Regions from separate parts of the Zea mays genome. Here region 2 is linked to region 1. The links are chromatin contacts, called in public Hi-C maps. All regions are on one chromosome and are shown on one strand. The core of a region is the stretch at or near the end of the contact, and the rest is flanking DNA. Distances in the headings are between cores, read along the strand shown.

Region 1 (3,689 bases), core at 703-3,202:
CCTGACGATTCAGCATCTGGACCAGCACCACTAGTTAGTTATCATAGTAAATATATTTTAGTAACCATAATAATGCTTTATTATAACAAATGTTAAAATAGGTTTGTACTGCAGACAATAAGAGAGCTTAGTTTTGCCAAAATCAACAAAATAAGACATAATCGCTATGCAGAACACATACCTCACTCTGCCCCAACGGAACCTCCAAGCTGTAGCAGCATCCCTTGGGTTGGAGTTGTCCAGCAAACTGAATCTCGTTGTTCCTACAACACAAGGATACAGACTCAAATTATTACCATCAATTGGCAAGTAATATCCAGTGTTATTAAAACTATGTTTAAACGACGTTTAAACGTCAAAAATCTAATTAGAGGTTGAAACCGTGTTTTGGCATTCTAAACTATAAAACACAGTGTTTCATGCATTTTAGACTATTAGCTACTTTTGGACCCAGTCTGTTAGTTACTTTTGGGTCCAATCCGGCTCATGGGTGAAGTTTTGGTAAGCCACTAACCTCTCTGTTTTGGTTTTAACTTCATATTATTGTCTGAAATTATGATATATTGTATTTTTCCTGTGTTGTTTAAAACTGTATATAAAGTTCGTTTAAACGTTTAAAAGTCAAAACTTCACCCATGAGCTTTCAACGTTTTATCGTTTTAATAACCTTGGTAGTATCTCTACTAATCATTGACCTGGACAAATTCCAATAAACAAGAATTTGGGCATATCGTTACCTCTCACCACAATGTGGGCACTCGAAGGCCATCAGAACCACCTGCAGATTCACAAAAGCAAATTTCACAACTCCAGTCTAACCAACAATACTAATCAGAACAAGAAGCTGAGGCCATGAGCACAGAAAGTACCTCCCGGAAGTGCGGGATCAACGTCAGCAAAAGCCTCGTGATGCCCTAACCCCATGAAAGCGAAGCAACAGGCCTCAGAACCTTCGACAAGCACCCCAACAGAAGAGGACGGAACCATCAAAAAAGAGAGGTGAGGTACGGGAGCACTCACGTTCTCGCCGCAGCGCATGCAAAGGGACTCAATCTCGTGGAGAGGCGTGGCGTGCGCCTCCTCGTCAGCAGCCACCGACTCCGCCGCGGAGCCAAGGTCCACCACCACACGCCCTTCATTGCCAGAGCTCGCCATTGACGCAGGGAATAGGAGTCAGCTGGAACACTCGTGGACGAGACAGCTCCGTGAAAGCTTCTGGTGCGTTGATTTAGCTATGGTGGTCACGGCTCGCGGGAGTCGCTCTGGAGGTTTGGCGGCCAATGTTTTCAGATTGCCTTATCGTTTCTGATCGCCAGAAGGGCGATCAGCCGACTAATCACGATTAATCGACGATCAACCCGATTAATCAGCCACAACAAATCAGCATTCAACACCTGCAGAGATATGCTCATTAGCATTCAACAACACCTCACAACAGTCTAAATCTAAATTCAAGGCAGCAGCATTCAACATTCATCATTCAAGCTATAGGCTCCGTTTGGCTGGCACAGCTGCTGCTTGTTGAAAAAGTAGCTTATCTGAGAAGCAGATGAAAAGCAGCTTATCTGAGAAGCAGATGAAAAGCAGCTTCTGATTGGCAGCTGAACTGATAAGTTGCTGCAAAAGCTGTCTATTTGGCAGAACTTCTGCTTAAATGTGTGAAGAGACTGAAAATAAGCTGTGCCAAACAGGGCCATAATCAAATCAGCAAAACAGATACAGCCTATCGGGGACTGGGGAGAAGAGATGGACTGGTGGAGCCGTGGAGACATGGAGCCTTCACCGTACCTGCAGGCTGGCGCCGCCGCACCAGGGATGGAGGAGGGGCCGAGGGGGACGATGCCGCCGTATCCCCCCGTAAGTGATAGCGCGCCGCGGTCGCCTGCACAGTGCTCCGCTAGGGTTCCTCGCCAGCTGGTTCGCGTCGCGTGTGCTGGGCAGCCTGGGCTTTGCTGTTGCCTGTTGGCTTGGCTATGCTCACGTGGGATGGGAAAAAGGAAGCCTGGGCTGGGCCGATGGGCCGGAATTCCAAAGCAGTGATGGGCCGAAATTGTTGGCCGCGCGCACGACGACTGCAGCTGCCCGCACTGCGCGGCGCAGCGAAGGAGGCAGCGGCCGCCATTTTTTTGGCTCGGTTCTTTAGTGGGACCTTTGGGGCTTTGCTTACGTTTCGGAGATGAGGTCTGTAAAATACTGTGGAAGCTTCTAGCTTCTAGGCTTGTAGGCTCACTGGCTCAGGGAATCAGAAGAGACGCCCAGTATTATACTCCGTGTTCCCGTTCGGAAGTGAGGGGCGTTTAAACATTCCGTTCGTAAAGAAGTTTCCAATTACAAACCATGAAGTTTCCGTTCGTAAACAACGCCGCGAATGATCTAAACAGTCCGTTCCACAGCACGAACCATGAAGAGTTTCAACGATTCCAGGTAGAGGTAATCTTGTAACTACATACAACGAAGTTTTGACAAAAAGCAATGCTAAATGAAATAAGAGCATCTCATCCGTTGCAAATAAATAGTATATATTCTCATGTCACAACCTAACTTCTAGATCATAAGCAGAGCATATGTTCTTTGGTCACCAGTCACCACTAACCTCCAGTTGCGTCATCAACTATTTCACGACACCTCTGTATTACAGATTTCTTAAATTAAATCCGATACAATGGACGGATTTACCACTGGGTAAGCATAATCAGACAAAAAGAAACAAGAAAATGATCTGACTGACCAATTACGCTACGTAGTTCCAGACCAAATGATCTTTTCCGATGCTACACACCCACGCTATCTATGTACATCTCGAGTTCTTCCCTTCCTATGGCTATGGCACTGCAGTCCCTCAGCTCTACAACTCCACCGTTCACCAGCAGGAGAGCGCAAGGCAAACCCCAGTCTTCTACTCTAGCCAGAGTTCAGCTCTTTTAACCGTGCAAGGGCTCCGCAGACTGGTGTGTGTTGGAGGAGTATATGTCGACGGGAGCACTGATGCAGTTGCTACTCGAGTCAACGACCCTAGTGTGGCGGCGCTCACGGTGGCGATCAAGGAAGACCACGACGACGCTGATGTCGTCATGGAAATGCCGCCTCACTCCCTTGTCGATCGTCCTCAAGTCACGGTACCTGACCTCCCTCTTCCTGGCTGCCTCCTTCAAGGCAGCCTTCACCAGTCTGTTGGCGATCCCCTGAAAGAGTTCGTGACGACACACAATTAGTCAGGCTGCAAACGGCGCGAGCATAGAGAAAGGGGCCCTATGATGGAATGGTCACTCACAGTTCTCGGATTCTTGAAGACAATCTGCACCGCTGCGTCATCGCTGAGGTGCTCCCAAAGACCGTCTGAAGCAAATATCAGAAACAGGTCGTTTGGTTTCAGCTTGCGTACTTGAACCGATGGTTCAGCACTAAGAGCTGGCCTCTTCAACGCAATAGGGGGCCCAACTTGCCGAAACAAGGGGTCCAAGCTGTACTCCGGTTTCTTCAGATAAAAATCACCAATGGATCTTGATACCTGACATTACAACCTTCACATGTTAGCATACTTCTAGTTATGTGAAAATTCACATTTACTAGCGTTGGCCTCTTGGCCATGTACATTTCAGTTCCCCAAGATATATACACATTTACTAGTGTTGGTCTTTCAGGATACTAAGTTAGGTTGTAGTAGTAACTAACGAGTAATTTAGAGAATA
Region 2 (3,314 bases), core at 46-2,545, 850 kb after region 1:
ACTAATTCACCAATGATCTCTGATAATGAGAACCAAGTGTGTATGAACTGTAGTGTACTGACAGCTAATAAGGATACAAGTTCTACTCTTCCACAGGAATAGGAAGACCTATAGGTACGGTATTGTATTGGTATGTATACGATGACTATGCATCTTTTCTCGCACTCGGTACTGTACAAGAGGAGCAGCCACAAAAATCAAACAATAGCGCTACTGGCACCATACGAAATGAATGAACGAATAGTGTGTTCCACTTCCACCGCTGAACTCGGCAGCTGCGGACCAAAATCTTGGACGGGTGATGAGATGAGATCCGCCGCCCGCGCGCGCAGCGGTTTCACGCGGTCATGAGGAGGCGGGGCTTCTTGAAGGCGAGGGGGCTCTGCACCTCCTCGTCCTCCTCCCACATCTTGCCGGGCTTGCCGCACCGGAACACGAACTCCGGCACGGCCGGGAGGTTGAGGTCGAACGCACGCGCGGCGGAGCTCCCGACCTCGGCGGACGTCTCGGCGGGCGCCGCCGGGACGTCGGTGGACGCGGCGGCGCTGCCGACGCCCCCGTCGTAGTGCTTCCTCTTGTGCCCGCCGAGCGCCTGGCCGGTCGGGAACTCCTTGTGGCAGACGGAGCACCTGTGGACTCTGCTCGAGGCCGCCCCGTCGGAGGACGCGGCGGTGGATGACGTGGCCGGCTCGCGGCCGACCTCGACTGGCGGCAGCGGCGGGACGACGACGGTGATCGGGGCGGGGGCCTCCGGGACGGGCACTGCTGCCGAGACAGTTACAGCGGCGGCAGTAGGAGGAGGAGGAGGCGTCGGCAGCTTGACCCGGTGGCTGGTCTTGTGGCCCCCCAGCGCCTGGTAGGAGCTGAAGGACTTGCCGCAGACGGAGCACCTGAACTCCGCGGCGGCCGGCGCCGCGGACGGGACCGGCGTTGGCGGCGCCTGGACGCGGTGGTGGCCACCGCGGGAGAGCATGAGGAGGCAGAGCGCGAGGTTCTCCTCCTCCGATCGCTGGCGGCGCGAGCGCTTCCTCTTGGCCCACCCCTGGGGCACGTGGGCGCCCTCGTCCCCGCCCGTGGCGGTGGCGCTGCTGCTCGTGGTCGTCGCTGCGGGCGCGACCTCCTCCTCGCTCTGCTTCTCCGGGACGACGGCGTGGAGCAGCTCCATGGAAGACATGGTAGAATAATGCAAGCTCAAGCTTCGCTGGGAGACGGGGCTGTTTGGCTGCGACTTGTTCTCGCGGTGGTTGCTTGGGCGCCTTGCTCTCGCTCGCTGTGGTGAGACTGTGCGAGTGTGATGAGTGAGGGGAGTGAGGGTTTTAAAGCGGTGGCGGGTGTGTGATGGGGCGTGGGAAGTTGCGTCGTAGGTGGGGGTAGTGAGGTGGTCGCGGCGTGGGCACGCACGCGGCACAGTCACAGGTGGGGGCGCGGCGGCAGTGGGTGGGAAGCCGGTGGAGTGGCGGCTAGAGACGGGTTGGGTTGAGACGTTGAGTTGAGTAGTCTCGTTCGGGTGGGTGCATGGGTGGTGGACGGAGGCGGCGAGAGGGCTGCAGGGAAGAGGTCGTGGTCAACGTGGAGGCGAAGACACGGAGAGGATGCAAAGGGGAAGCCGGGCAGCACAACTTGCCTGCCGCTGAGCTGAGCGGTGCGGTGCGGTGGAACGAGAACGACGACTGGTCGTGCGAGTGTGGTAGGGTAGGAGAGTGTGTACAGGTACAGGCCAGCTAGTATGTGCGAGAAAAGAGAGGTGTGGGGAGGGAGGACTGACCGGGGCGCGCGGCTCCTGCGTCGCTGTGGATGTGAGATGCGGTCGTCGTCGGTTGCGGATCCATACATATCTCGAACCGATCCACGCATACCCGGCTTGATCCGGCAACGCTGGACGCGCGGGCGGGCAGACGGACCCGGATCGAGTAATAAGCAAGCAAAAAAAACAACGAATTACAGCAGGTTTTATTTTTCTTTTTGCGAACCAACAAATTAAGCTTCCATATTTTAACTAGTGTGTGCACACTGAAAACTGAAGTACGTAGTATGTCACAAACTTTGTTGGCGCTTATATATTACTACGGTGCTGCGCGGTAGTAGTAGGAAGAGGAGGATGAGCAGTTTGTCTGGTGTCTGCGCTAGTAGCCTAGTACTCTGCGAGGCATTTTAAGCACATGCGCAAACATGCAAACGCTTGAGCGGTGGTCCTCGGCTCCCCGTCGCCCCCTGTTCTGGCCAGGCAGACGGTTCCAAGTCCAAAACAAACCAGAACCGAACCGGTAGCAACTAGCAAGTCGGGCGCAGACCACGCGGTGGGTGGGCCCGCAACAGCGCGCATGGAAGATTCCAACAGCCTGGGCACCTCGAGGGGGTCAGTTAAAATAACCCATCGCGTATGAGCTTCCGTCGGCTGAAGTGGCACCGGGTTGCATGGATCTTCTGCATCTACCAGATAGGCACGCGGTTGCGGAGAATTTTTCTTTTCTTTTCTAGATGGGTTAATGGCAGTGGGAGCAGCCGTTGACACTTGCGCTGTCACAGTCTCGCGTTAGTACGTTCACGCACATGATATATAAGCTGTAGTAAAGAAATTGGAATCGGTAGTTAAGTTCTGTCATTTTTTTTAAAGTCTGTCGTTAAAACAGGATTTTTCTTTGTTGTCCAGACCTCGATCAGTTACCCTCTCCCAACAATGCCTTTTATTTGTTTAAAAATAAAAAAGCACTCCCAGAGCGATGCTTTGTGGATGAGCATATGACTTCTAAGACGTGCTAACAATGGCAAGAAGACTCTATCCTTGCAAAAACCTCATGTAGCTAGACAATTAGAAGACTACCACCGTACCACCACTACTGGTACTAATAGATAAGCACAACACAGCCTCTATGTTCCGTAAATACTAGTACTACTAGTATACTGCACACATGGCGTGCGTGCCTATAGCAGCCTCTCTGCTGTCACTCGCTATGTCACGCTGTGCACCACCTAACACGTCGTTGCCTTGGCTCGTATAAAAGTCGGATTTGGATCAGCAAGCTTGATCTACACCAAGTTGGCACATGCGTTAGACAAAACAAGTCCTCACTCCACACTCCACAGACTATCACTTACGTCCTGGCAGACGCAACGCCCACGTACAAGCCCCGAATGCACCTGTTCGGCTTCGGCGGCCGTGCTGCGCTGCCACTCTCAACCCTTCGTTGCCTCGTTGGCTGCGCCGAGCAGAGTCCTCCGTTGCTCCGTCCATACGAAAACGGATACGGGATAAGCTACGCATAATATTGACTATGTGCGATCAAGACAATGTTATAAATATAAGCTACGACCCA

The links. Hi-C and Micro-C count contacts between places; a contact is called where the count stands out from the background.
Region 2: a Hi-C map of leaf mesophyll shows a contact between it and region 1, with 3 times the contacts expected there. The contact joins the promoter of LOC100284288 here to the promoter of LOC100273287 in region 1. A contact is called at or near these places in 2 of 25 Hi-C or Micro-C datasets (endosperm and leaf mesophyll).

Annotation. Positions count from the first base shown.
Region 1 is chr1:285,861,135-285,864,823 of Zm-B73-REFERENCE-NAM-5.0, forward strand. LOC100273287 reads right to left here and starts at 1,953. Exons shown (of 17, transcript NM_001147728.1): 1 at 1,789-1,953; 2 at 1,021-1,394; 3 at 870-914; 4 at 738-778; 5 at 182-263; 6 at 1-16. The coding sequence starts at 1,155. It overlaps LOC103644037 (probable protein phosphatase 2C 34), which reads right to left. Exons shown (of 4, transcript XM_008667229.3): 3 at 3,272-3,508; 4 at 2,476-3,182. The coding sequence ends at 2,922.
Region 2 is chr1:286,711,295-286,714,608 of Zm-B73-REFERENCE-NAM-5.0, forward strand. It overlaps LOC100284288, which reads right to left and starts at 1,296. Exons shown (of 1, transcript NM_001157183.2): 1 at 1-1,296. The coding sequence starts at 1,174. The coding sequence ends at 338.